Linked DNA regions of Mus musculus: regions 1 and 2 are each linked to region 3. Evidence: chromatin contacts called from public HiChIP or PLAC-seq data. All regions are on one chromosome and are shown on one strand. The core of a region is the stretch at or near the end of the contact, and the rest is flanking DNA. Distances in the headings are between cores, read along the strand shown.

The links. HiChIP or PLAC-seq counts read pairs in DNA pulled down with a chosen protein or histone mark.
Region 1: a contact with region 3 is called in an HNF4G HiChIP or PLAC-seq map of pancreatic cancer cells. The contact joins two enhancer-like sites. A contact is called at or near these places in 1 of 15 datasets of contacts at CTCF or cohesin (the NIH/3T3 cell line), 27 of 484 Hi-C or Micro-C datasets (the AML12 cell line, CD4 T cells, CD8 T cells and 19 more) and 5 of 115 datasets of contacts at active chromatin or transcription factors (astrocytes, embryonic fibroblasts, embryonic stem cells and 2 more).
Region 2: a contact with region 3 is called in an HNF4G HiChIP or PLAC-seq map of pancreatic cancer cells. The contact joins two enhancer-like sites. A contact is called at or near these places in 1 of 15 datasets of contacts at CTCF or cohesin (the NIH/3T3 cell line), 15 of 484 Hi-C or Micro-C datasets (3T3-L1-derived adipocytes, the C2C12 cell line, the CH12 cell line and 9 more) and 3 of 115 datasets of contacts at active chromatin or transcription factors (Th2 cells, embryonic stem cells and pancreatic cancer cells).

Annotation. Positions count from the first base shown.
Region 1 is chr16:25,463,686-25,468,155 of GRCm38.p6, reverse strand. No RefSeq gene overlaps it. Among named protein-coding and RNA genes, the nearest start is that of Tprg, 180 kb to the right of the region's middle. Within about 2 kb of position 2,300, at least 61 of the 459 cell types and tissues checked have an H3K27ac peak or open chromatin away from gene starts, as enhancers often do. A contact at or near this core is called in embryonic fibroblasts and pancreatic cancer cells, where this site is marked.
Region 2 is chr16:25,482,788-25,486,595 of GRCm38.p6, reverse strand. No RefSeq gene overlaps it. Among named protein-coding and RNA genes, the nearest start is that of Tprg, 200 kb to the right of the region's middle. Within about 2 kb of position 1,280, at least 38 of the 459 cell types and tissues checked have an H3K27ac peak or open chromatin away from gene starts, as enhancers often do. A contact at or near this core is called in the C2C12 cell line, the CH12 cell line, the NIH/3T3 cell line and 2 more, where this site is marked.
Region 3 is chr16:25,374,523-25,378,871 of GRCm38.p6, reverse strand. The region is part of intron 4 of Tprg (transformation related protein 63 regulated); the gene reads right to left. Among named protein-coding and RNA genes, the nearest start is that of Tprg, 90 kb to the right of the region's middle. Within about 2 kb of position 1,976, at least 33 of the 459 cell types and tissues checked have an H3K27ac peak or open chromatin away from gene starts, as enhancers often do. A contact at or near this core is called in the C2C12 cell line, the CH12 cell line, the NIH/3T3 cell line and 2 more, where this site is marked.

The sequences.
Region 1 (4,470 bases), core at 1,051-3,550, 89 kb before region 3:
GACCTCAGCCCTAAGGCCATTTAAATTGTTTCCAACAGTATATGCCAGCAAAGAATGGAAAACATTTTTCAAATAGTTAAGCTCCACACAGGTGTCCAGAGAAGCTTTGGAAATTTGGGCCTGAAGGTAGCTCAGTTGATTATGTATAAAAATGCATTCTCTATTCCTTGATTCCAATTTTTAGACACCAATGATATAATGACTTAGCATCCAGACATGTAGTCAGTAACTCTAGTTTTTCTGTAGATCTCTAACCCATGGTAAGTAACTGCTCTCTGACGCCCAGAGGCTACTTAACATGTTTTTGGTTTGGGTTTTCTATCTCTATCAATGATGTCTTTGACATGAAGTTGGTTGGCTTAGTTGAATCAGAGGCATCAATTACTAACATAAGGGTTCTAAGTTCAAATATCTACATGGCATGCATGGCTAGCTCCACTATCCTTTCCCGTATTGGTTTATTAGTTTCCAGATAATTCTGGTGATTCAGTCTGTATGAACTGGCACAGACAGATCAGTCTTCCTTTTGGGGAAGACAGGTGCACTGTGCCCTAGAACCAGTGGTATTATAGCTCCATGTGGAAGAAAGTGACAAAATCACTAACAGAGAACCTACTTCAAAGGAAGACTAGAAGAGAGTTTGTAAGTCCAGAAACCTGCATTTTGGATTCATATGATGCTCTGCCCACGTGGTTTTTCTCTCAGCACATCCAAGAAGACTCTCAGTTGCCAAGAGACACAATACTAAAATTACATAACATAATTGATTTAGGAACATTGGTGTTAAGGGAAGAAGTAATAATTCTCACTGTAGTATTGATTCTATGGAGAACTGTGCTAGGCGCTTTACACGTGAAGGGCCATTTCACTGTGCTCGGATGAGGACCTTTTGTCATTCGCGTTTCTCATTGTGTTAGTGAGAAGCCTGAATTCCCAAGGGAACTTCCATCTTGTCTTATTTCCATCCTTTAAATACCCAGAGGCAAAGCGTCAAAAAGGAAAATGGCTGTCTGGTGGTTTACATTGCTACTACCCAACTCAAAATCTGCCCTTAAACCTTGCAGATAATGACAACTCAAGGGGTAACGTTCAAAGAGCACAGAGGCAATTTTCCTAACAGGGGACTCCACTGAAAAGAGCTTACACCTTCAGATTCTGGGGAATCACAAAAGGAGCTCTGTAGATATGGCATAAAAGTGTTAGCAAGATCTAATAATGGTAATGGTGTTGTAGTGCTAAAGATAGATGAGCAGGAGGTCTCTCTCTCTCTCTCTCTCTCTCTCTCTCTCTCTCTGTGTGTGTGTGTGCGTGTGTGTGTGTGTGTGTGTATGTGTGTGTGTATGTGTGTGTGTGTATGTGTGTGTGTGTGTGTATGTGTGAGTGTGTGTGTATGTGTGAGTGTGTGTGTGTGTGTGTGTGTGTGTGTGTGTGTGTGTGTATGTGTGGTGCTCTTAAATTGGATTATGGTAATGAGTTCAGGATGTGTCCTGGGTACCTCACACGCACACACATACAAGAAAGCAAGTATCACTAATTAGGACTGCCTGCCTGAAATACCCCTGTGCAATCATAAAGTAATTGTGTGTGTATGTGTGTCTGTGTGTCTGTGTATGTGTGTTTGAAAGGTATTATAACACCTAACGCCATCAAAAATTCAGCTGTTTTATTTATAAAATGGTGGTAGCCCTTAGATCGTGGGGAAATTATTTCATATCTCCCAAGCCTTAGTATTCTATCACTCAAATGGAGTTTATTAATTGTTCTTTATAGAACTTATACATTAATCTAGAAGGCAATTATAATGGTGGGTGTGCATAGAAATGGAAAACTTCAGAAAGTGATATAGGGTGAGAGAATGTGTTCTGAAGAAATGGTCGATCCTGGTGGTACTGCAGGTAGGCCTCAGCCAGGGACTAAAGCCGGCATTCTTAGTCCATGAATCATTACTCAAACCAACCTCAACCATAAGCAAAAGGCAAGTCTGAGCTATTCTTTGATTTGTTGTGGTTTTATGCTCTTTAAAACCACACCTACCTATATAAGAAGCACAAACTTACTGGAAACGCATGTGAGACACTTTGTCTATTGGGTATACTAACCTCCGGTCCAACCCTTTCATGATAAAGCCAGATTGAATTTGTTAACAGCTTGCATCTGGTTTCCAAGCGTGCCCTTATATAACCCTAGGGAGCCCTAATTCAGGCCCAGTCATTAATGAAAATGCGAAGCTTGCACATCAGGCCAAGGAACCCTTGTTCTTCACCACTCTCCAGTCAGAACAGTTTGGGCTTCCAAAGCTACACAAAGGATGTTAGTGTTTCCTACACTTAATGACCAGGCAGCGGCACCCAGGACTCATCCTAGACTCATTACCATAATCCATTTTAAGAGCACCAGCACCACAAAGCTATGGCTGTGTATGCTATTACAGGTACCACACTGAAGCTGGGTTCCTGGATGCCTGAAGGCCAGGGAGCTGTTGAAAAGCCCGGCCTCCAGGAGACCGTGGGGGGAACTGCTGGAATGTTGTTTATCTTCAGACCGCAACAACTGCTCCAGTGTTTCACAACAGGAAGGTCCGTCTCGAAGCGAGGCTCAGACGTTGAAGGCTTAGAGAAGCAAGACCTGAAATAACCCCCACTTCTCTGATACCTTCCATCCCCCTCAGGCTGCTGAACCCTTCTACCTCCCCACGCTGTCATCATGGTGCTGTGGAGGCAGCCAGAGCTGAGACCATGGAATAGACAAAGCGTTTGGAGAAGCTTGTACTTAACATAATACTCCAGCTGAGATGGAAATGCCCTGATCCTGTGGCTCTAAAGGTGTTGAGGATACTGGAAGTATGCCTTCTTGCTCTCTTACCTCTGTGGATCTTATGAATTATCCTTCCCTTTATAGCATCCATGTTTTTAATTCCAATTTTTTGTTTCCTTTCTGATCTCTTAGATGTAAAGAGAAAGTGTGATGCATTCAATTCGAAAGTCATGGGCAAAGCCTAGTAACTTTAATTTAGGTGCAAATGATTCGGAGAAATGAAGTTTTAAACAGGCTAATTAGAACTCCACGGTCTTAGACAGTTTGGTTACCCCCTTGAGTACCAATGTTCAAAGAAATAACAGGAGCCTGCATTTGAGCTGTAAAAGGAGCAAGTAGTCCACCCTCTGGAAGCATCTGAGTCCCCATGGAAAAGAGCACAGGATCCTTAATGTGCTGCAAATGGGATATTGTTGAAGAAAACAGCCGTACAGTGCAGACCATGCAGATGTGCTTAGGCTCTGCCAGGGCTCTATTAGAAAAGGGCTGTTCTGTCATACAAAACTGGGACGAGGACAGAAATGGGTTTGTTTGTTTGTTTGTTAGCACATGCCAGACTGGAGAACCAGTTCCCATGAAGAAAGACCATGAATAATTAAGAAAAGAAAAATAAACTCTTTCTCAGAAACACCTAACTCGTCCTATAGTGGCAGGTCAAGATATGCTTGTTTCTGGACAGATTGAGAAATGAAGCCATTCTTTTCAGCCAGCAACCGGCAAACATTTCCCATGTGGGAAATAACCAAATGAACACTGTTTACTGTTTTCACTCTGGAGGCGCCTAAGAAGCTCAGAGAACATAGACTAAAGTGGTCGACTCTGGCATGAGGCTCTATAAAATAACGCCTGAGTAACGGGGGGGGGGGGGGGGGGAATGGATTCTGACAACAGGTTTCAGGAAGACGAGATAAATCAGGACCATGTGATCTGGGCCTGAAGATTTGACAGCAGCGCAACGAAGGGGCACAAAAGACTGGAGTCACCATGGCAAAAGCAGGTCCCATGGCAAAACCTAGAGCACTTAGTTTAGGACATGGAAGCACTTAGTGGTCACCATGATGCCTGACATCCTTTCCTAGAGGACTCCATACTCACATGCCTGTGGCATCTACAGGGTTTCTGTAAGCGGCACACTGATCTGTTTCAAAGTGCAGGCTGTGTATCCAATGACATGAGTTTGAGTTTAATTTTACCATTGGTCAATCTACTTTGAACAAGTTTTCTGACCTTTTAAGCCTTCAATCTCGTCTATCAAAGAGAAACAATTAAAATACCCATTGTGTGTGTGTGTGTGTGTGTGTTTTAAGTCCTGCAGAACATGTGACATAGCACCTGCTGTAAATAACAAGGGGTACCATTATAATGTCTTACTTGTTTTCTTTCTCTTACTGAAGGATCAAAAAAAAAGTCACAGAATGAATGCCCTTCTCTTATCCAAATAGGCTAAAACCTAAAAGTGATTTTCCTGAAAATTTTCACAAATACTTGAGTGGATGAGTTACCGTATGGATAATAATGAGACCAGCCAATATCCTATCAAAAATTTCCTCTTAGCACATTTGATTTCAAGGCTTGTCATTAAGCAGCGCATCCACCATAAAGCATTCATAGTTCAGGACTGCAGCAGGCATTCTGGCTATGGTGATGTGAATGCCC
Region 2 (3,808 bases), core at 31-2,530, 110 kb before region 3:
GGTCTTCCCATTCCAGAAGCACCGGAGCTTGACATGTTGTGACAATTTGTTTTATAGTTTGTAATGTTTCACTAGTCTAGTTTATGTTGGAGCAGGATGAGAAATTAAAAAAAAAAAAAAAAAACTACAGCAATCGTTGGTAGAAACGAGGATGTGGGGCACAGAAGTAAAGCTGAAACGAAAATTGAATTTGAGGAGATTTAAGAGGCTGAGTCAGTACAGATAAACAGATGCTCAAAGACTGATAGAGAGTACACTCACTCTGACACTGGCGGGGGTGGCTGGCTGAGCACAGGCCTGGATAAGAAACAGCTAAGTTGATCATCTTTTAAATTACTGGCATCTGAGCCAGGCTTGGTGGCGCATGCCTTTAATCCCAGCACTCGGGAGGCAGAGGCAAGTGGATTTCTAAATTCGAGGCCAGCCTGGTCTACAAAGAGAGTTCCAGGACAGCCAGGGCTATACAGAGAAACCCTGTCTCAAAAAACAAAACAAAACAAAACAAACAACAACAACAAAAAATTACTGGCATCTGGAACTAAGTTACAGGGGAGAGCAAAGGTTGATTGAGTTCTACTTCTTTCATGGGCTGGTTTATGCACACACATACACACACGCACGTGCACATGCACACGCACACGCACACGCACACACACTTTTTTTAGGAGTTAATGTTTGATATTGAGCTTCAGTTTTCCAGGTCTTGACTTTTAGCTAATGACAAAATGACTACTGTCACTTTCAACAATGACAACTGTACTCAGAGTCAGAGGCATCAGGTTTTTGGTTTGTTTGTTTGTTTTGTTTTTTCTCCTTAAGACTCATATGTGTAACTCCTTTGTAAACTTTGAAGATGATTTATTCTGTGTGAGGATTTGACATTAATATTAAGAGAAGAGCAGAGCATGAGGTGGAACCCAGAGAGGTGAGGATCTGTAAACAGGCTCAGTACAAAGACCTGCTGCTCCTCACAGAGTGAATTAACTTCGAAGTTTCTGACTGACTGACTGACTGACTGAGCACAAAAGTTCCTGAGGGATCCCCACCCCGGTGTCATCTCCTCCACCACTTCTGAAATGAGCTAAGCGCAGAACATCTCTGCACATTGAGCATGATTAACCCACAAGACTGCACATCATGATTACCATGATGGTTGCTTGCTGTTCACCTCTGTCTTTCCATTTGTTCAAATGCTACGCTATGCCCTGTTCCACCTACAGTTGCCACCCATTCATATTCACACCCTGTGATTCACCACACAGATTAGTTTTCTGGTGTAGTCATGAATTAAGCTACACTTGAACCATGACAAATCCAGTGCACGATGTCAGCTTGTTCAGAAAGGCCCAGAGCTGAATATCAAATGATCTGATGTACCGTCGACTCATTTCATTCCTTGAAGCGGGAACTTCAAGGAAGCCATTACTCAACTGCCACATCATAATGAAAACCGCATAGAATGAGGTTGCAAGATTCTTCATGTGTTTGAAATCCTGCACAAAGGTGACAGATTATGACTGTCCTCTTTTACTCAGTCCGTTCACAAATCCGGTCTCAATGACCCTATAGCGTTGCTACACTGTTGTTTTCTTTTTTTTTTTTTTTTTCCATTTTTTATTAGGTATTTAACTCATTTACATTTCCAATGCTATACCAAAAGTCCCCCATATCCACCCACCCCCACTCCCCTGCCCACCCACTCCCCCTTTTTGGCCCTGGTATTCCCCTGTACTGGGGCATATAAAGTTTGCAAGTCCAATGGGCCTCTCTTTCCAGTGATGGCCGACTAGGCCATCTTTTGATATATATGCAGCTAGAGTCAAGAGCTCCAATATCAGGATGGAGATACTGCTTTAACACAGTGGTTATGAGAATAAAATGAATTTTAAAAGCCCATCTTTATTTGAAGCAGTGTGCATTGACTATTAAGTGGTAGTATTCTTGCTGTGTTATTAGTTATTATTCGTGAGGACCCATTCCACAGTAACTGCTCTCTGTTTTGGGCTTAGCCAACAGCATAGAAACCATAGTCACTGAGTAGTCTTCAGACAGCTGACAGAGGAACAGTGCAACTATGTCCCCTATTCTGGACACAGCATCTGCTGCACATTTAAGTAATAGTGATGGTGCGGGTCATGACTCTACCCCCAAGAATTAACTTTGCTGAGATGGAGAAGCTAACAAACCTGGGAGGGATGAGTACCAAGACAATGGTTCATGTGCATTTCCAACCTTACTAGCAGTGAGCTTGAGCTACGTCTCTTTCTTCTAGGGATGTGGTTAGTACAGACAAGTAAATAACATTGCTCTTTAAGGTGCATGAAATGCTTAGACTGCCTTCATTTTGCATCCAGGCTCTGGAGAATTAGAAGAGGATGGTAAGGTCGTTTGGCTAAACCCCTCCCTTCCAGGATGACGAGAGGAGAGGCAGAGATGAGTGATCTGCCAAATCACAAATCACAGCCCATCTCTGCAGACACTAGCTGATGACTCTCACTCCCAGAGGGGTATTGTCTCCTTCATTCTACCCTAGGCTCAGCTGGCCAAGACCACCATGTTGCTGGCTCTCTGAGGCACAGCACCTGGGTGGTTTCTTATCGTAGCCTTGGACAGCAGCCAAGCATGTAAATGGGCAGGGAGGACTGACTCAGACTTTGGAACAGTTTGTGCCTAAGGGGCCAAGAACAGTCTAAAGAAGGGTGTGGGCTCTGGGTGCTTCACTGAAGCGCCTACATTTTGTCAGCGTGACTAGGTGAGGAAGGAGGAGAGACATGGCTCCCCCCTGCAGGGCTTCTGTCCATGTGTCTGGGGAACTTGAAGTAGCTTTGGTTAGTCAGTTTCCTCAGTATATATTTGGCTCAGGTAATAAACTAAGGGGGACTCATAAGTGTAGAAATGGCGAAAAGAGCTTTGCTTGATCAGGAAAACGTTTTAACATACATGTGTAGGTTCATTATGCAATACATGTTTATTTTACAAATGCATGTGTCTCTGAAGGCAAATAAGATGGCTCCTGCTTATGCAACGATTATAGGAAAATGTGTAAGGATTGCAAGAATGGGGCCACTTTATACAATGTTGTAACAGAGATAAGTTGGATTAGGACAAGTTCTGGGTGGGGATGCATGCTGTGTCTTCATGTTGTGTATGTGTGACATGCTTGTCCTTGCCACTGTCTGCTAATAGAAAGGCCCCCAGTATACCTTATTACTGAGAAAATGGAGTGGCAAGTAGACTAAAGTCATCTCCCAAGACTGTAGAGATAGTAAGCAATAAGCCACAGTCTGCAGCTTTTTTGTATCTTTTACTCAAGACTCTAAAGGGCACTTTTGAAGGAGCTACTCTCCAGCCACACCCTACCCCACAGACAGTGAAGGTTAGAACTGAAATCGTACCCTGTAGTAGCAGAAGGTTAAAAATCATGATGTATATATGTTGGGTACAACTTAGGTTTATACCACACAAAGCCTGTTAATGCTAACATGCTGATAAATTCTGTAGCCAAAAAGGGCAGAATTAACTGCAATAAAAACCAGTTTGTCTAGGGACATGAGCTTCAATCTGGAATGCTTGGGAAATCCTAGCTCGGTCTCTCTGAAGTTAGCAATGGAACCTTGATGTTCTCAGGTGAGAGGTTCTTGGGTTTAGGAAGGAAACCTAGGGAGGGAGAACGTGAGTGTGGAGGGTTGGAGATCACCAAGGTGTGGGTCAAAGCTTCTTTGTTAGAACAGCTCCTCCAGGCACAGCTTCCCATCTATACTTGCCCTCCTCATCCTCATCTGTTCTGAGGAAACCCTGGTCAGAGGGT
Region 3 (4,349 bases), core at 727-3,226:
AATATAGTATTCTTTCTTCAAAGAAGAAATTAAAATAGTGATCAAAGCTAAGCAAAAATATTCTAGAAACTCTGTGCCCTGTCTTATGGTATGGATGCTAAGTGTTCTCAGGAGGGCCATGTGGTAAAAGCTTGGCCACAGCCTATAGCAGTTCTTGGACATACTAGAACTTTCTGGAGATGGACCCAATAAGGTGGAGTTAGATTACAGGGACACCACCTTGAACTTTGCCTCTCCTCTTTTTGCTTTCTGGTGACCATGACCTGAGCAGACTTCTTCATCAAACACTTCAGCCATGGCTGCCTCATCTCAGGCCTCAAGACATGACCAAGAGATGACATAAACTATAAAAACTGAGCTAAAAATAGATCTTTTCTTTTTTTATTTTAAGTTCATTTAAGTATTTTCCTGAGTGGACAGCCGGTTGAGACACCCTCAACACCTTGGGCCTGGTGAAGTCTGCGTGATACTATCAGGTTCCATGCCTCAATGAAGAACACCTTCTATATTTTACACATGAGAACCTCTAAAAAATAAAAAAAGATCAGTCTCACAAAGCTTAACTTCTATAAATATAGAACTGCCCACCCCAAGTCCACAGTGATGTTGATCTGGAAATGCATCCAGTTTAAAGACATATAATTACATTCTGGGGCATTTTTAAAGAAAAAAATCATTTCTGTGGCCAAACTTAGGAACTGTATCCCATATCCCAGAGGTTTCACTCCAATGGCTGTGAGTAGCCCTCTGTTTCCCAATAGCTACAGGCAAACTGTCAGTCTAGCTAAATTAGATAAGGAAGGACGCTCATTTCCTTGGACTTCAGACCAATGAAAACCTTTCAACTATAAGAATTTTTGCAAGAAAGGATTTGAAGTAGCAAGGCATCTGTATCTCAAAATAGGCTGTCATCAGGCCATTTTCAACATATATTTTTTTTCCTTCTGGCTTCTAGACAAACACAACACGATTTCCACATAGGAGTGGGCAGACAGCACCTTCGTCATAGTCTTTGTGCTGGTCAATGGAAAGACCTTGGGGGCAGCTTCCAATATGCCTGGGCACGTTCACAATTTTTGTGGCTTTTCTCAACAGTGTTTTCCAGTTAAGAACTGTGAACATTTCAACCACAAGCTAAGGGCCCCCCAATAAAGGTCTATGTCATGGAAGATGGGGTACACTGAACTTTAAGAAAGCCAACACTTAGGAAAGATAGCGATTTTTTTTTCTAGGCTAATCAGTGGGGAAAAGAAAGAGAGACGGAGACCAATTAGACAGCAAGGACTGAACAACCTATTCCGATCGTCTCCTCCATCCATCTTTGTGCAGGGACAATAGTAATAAGCCTGGGTTGAGAACTCGTGTCCCCAGTCTTCGTGTGACCCCCCCCCCCCCCCCCCAGAATGTGCTCTTTGTCACTGTCTACCAGGATAATCAGCTCAAGGAGGACTGAAATGAAGGAGAGAGTGAACATTTTTCAAATTCTGGATCTTTGGAGAATCCTTCCTGTAGCCTCCTCTGAGTGAGCCCCCTTCACTCCTTCTGTGCCACCTGGGTCACAAGTATCAGCATTTGCCACACGCCGTATACTTAATACTTCTCCAATCTCACCGTTTGCCCCGGAAAAACGAATACTTCACACATTGCTCCCCAGAGCTCAGCTCTGGCATGCTTGGCACACTGCAAGAACTGAATAGATACTGAATTAATGGGCTGACTCCTAACTCCATGGAGATAAGGAAGAGAAGGGGGAGGAGGGCGACTCTTAGAGAAGCTGACTTCCACTTCACTCAGGGAAAATCATGACAAGCAAAGTCTTCCCCAAGTCAATTCTGTTTTACCAGAAGTCCTCTGAGGCTGGACAACTAACAGTCCGGATGCCCGAAAAGGGAAGTCTGCTTTGAATGGTCACCAGTTTACTGATTCTGTGAGTATTCCATTCCAGGCCATTAGCCTCCTGGTTGATCTATGAGAAGAGTCTCTCGCGCCACCTTCCTGTAGGAGGCGGTACTGTCTCCCAGGTCTGTCAGCATCTGAGCTGGCTACTGAACTCCACTGAGCTCTGGCAGTAAATTTAAAGAGAGAACTTTGAGCAGGAGAGGTCTGCGGTTGGGAAATCATCTTAATCATCCACGATTGAGCGGATTTGATTAGAAGAGTGATCTCAGCAGTCAACATGAAACCTTACACAGACAGTAGGAGTCTCCGATGCATTCCCAGAAGAAAATCCCCGCAAATGAGATCTGAAAATCGGTCATATCCCCTTTTTCTTTTTTTTGAACTGTCACTTTATGGATTCGAAAGGAAATTCGTGTACAATCACAGAGCTAGTGCCTTGTAGAGTTGGCACAAAATTCAGCTGATTACAAGGCCAGAATTCATTTCGTTGCCCAATGCTGTGGAGCCCACTATAATATAACACTTAATTATACAGGTTTGGCAATACAAGCCAAAGCATATCCCAAACATAATAATAGATGCTTAAACTACATATGGGAAAAGCATGCTATAACTTGGTTAGCCTATGACGTGAAGACATTCTGAAGGGACTGTTTGCACTGTTTTCCCACCAAGGGCTGAGTTGTACTCTTGTACCAGGTGGGGAGGGTTAACTGTGCTGTAAACTGTAAAACACATGATCTCACCAAGAGTCCAAACCAAATTCAAGAGACTGCATATGAGCAAACCACTAGGCTTTCCAATAGAGTACCTGCTTACACTGACCAACATCCCTGAAATGCTGTTATTAATTTCCGTCTTTACTGATGAGAATTGGCTGACAAGAAATAAGAGTCAGTATGTGAAGCCACTTTGCTTTGTGATCCAAGCCTGAGTTTTCCTGAGTAGTCAGGGCCCCACAGTTGTTTATGTCTCTGTAACTGTAATTTTACCTAAGTTGCTTTGCCCTTCTGGGTCTTATATAGTCTCTATGGGTCCCTCTATCTCCAGAATTTTTCTGACACAAATATTATGATTGGGAGAAAAGGATTTATAGGTCAATAATGTAGAGAAGTAATGAAACAGTTTTCTTTGAGGCTGTAACCCCTGGTGGGTCAACCACAGTCCCCTGGAAAGTCACATTTCCAGGACTACATGGCAATGCAAATTGGACTTGATGGGTTTAAATTAATGAAGAGGAAACAAAGTTAGGTGAGTGGGAAAGGTCTGGGAGGAGTCGGGGGAGGGAGATGAATATGTTTTGTGAAATTCTCAAAGATCTAATAAAAATGGCAAAAAACAAACAAACAAACTAAATGCAAGCACAATGGCCAGGAGAGTCAGTTCCTTTCTGCTAGATTCCTGTAACAGCTTATAACAACTGAGGGACCTCAGTGAAGGAGCAAGATGGCCACTATGTTTTATGTGCATGTGGACGAGCTTCAGTTATATACCATTATGGGTACAGCTGCGGCTGCAGCAGCCATCACCCTAAATGGAGCCAGGAATCAGCAGTTCTGAAAGATGCACAGCCTCAACATAACAGGGCCATTTCAACTCTGTACCCTAGAGCCTAAGGCTGTGCCTCTCCTTTGATGCAACTCAGAGAACTCATGTGTAAAGAAAACAACCCATCTCTTTACAGAACTGTAAGTGTAGTGGGAAACACCCTACACAGCCTAGCAACAAAGAGACTCAAGATGTCCCAGTATTTACTGTTTAGATGGTTGTTTCATAACAAGTGTCCTCAATTTCTTTATAAAATTCAAAATTAGCTATCATTTGTCTCTGCCCTGTGCCTGCGTGCGTGCATGCATGCATGAATGTGTGTGTGTGTGTGTGTGTGTGTGTGTGTGTGTGTGTGTCCCACCAGGACAGAGGTAAGTGTGCAGAGAATCTTGCAGCTCTGCCCTTCTGCACTTTCCTTAACCACTGCTGGAGCACGTCTGCTGCCACCCAGCAGCTGCCGGGGTAACTACATGGACTTCAGATATGCTGCATTTTAATGTAACATTAAAGATTGACAGCAAGCGAGAGCAACTCAAGAGAACAAGAACCCAAGATTCTAGACTCTAGGACAGATTGCTAGAAAAGAGCCAGCTCTGCAGAAAACCACTTTCTCCTTTGAGCCCCCAAGTCTTTAGTGGCTGCTCTAATTGTGCTTCAGGCTCCTGTCTGTCCTGACACCATTGCCCTGATACTGGAGGCTAACAGCACTTTCAGAAGAAAAGCTTCATCTCTAATATTTCCTTGTTATCCAGAGGAACAGACTTTGACACAACGCAAAGCAGGTGTCCTCGCATTATACAGTGAGTGCCAAGTAAATTTAGGGTCTGCTCAGGCATTCCTCGGGAGGGGTGAGATCCATCCTGATGTGTACCGGAATCCCTAGGCAGCAACTTCCTAAGGAG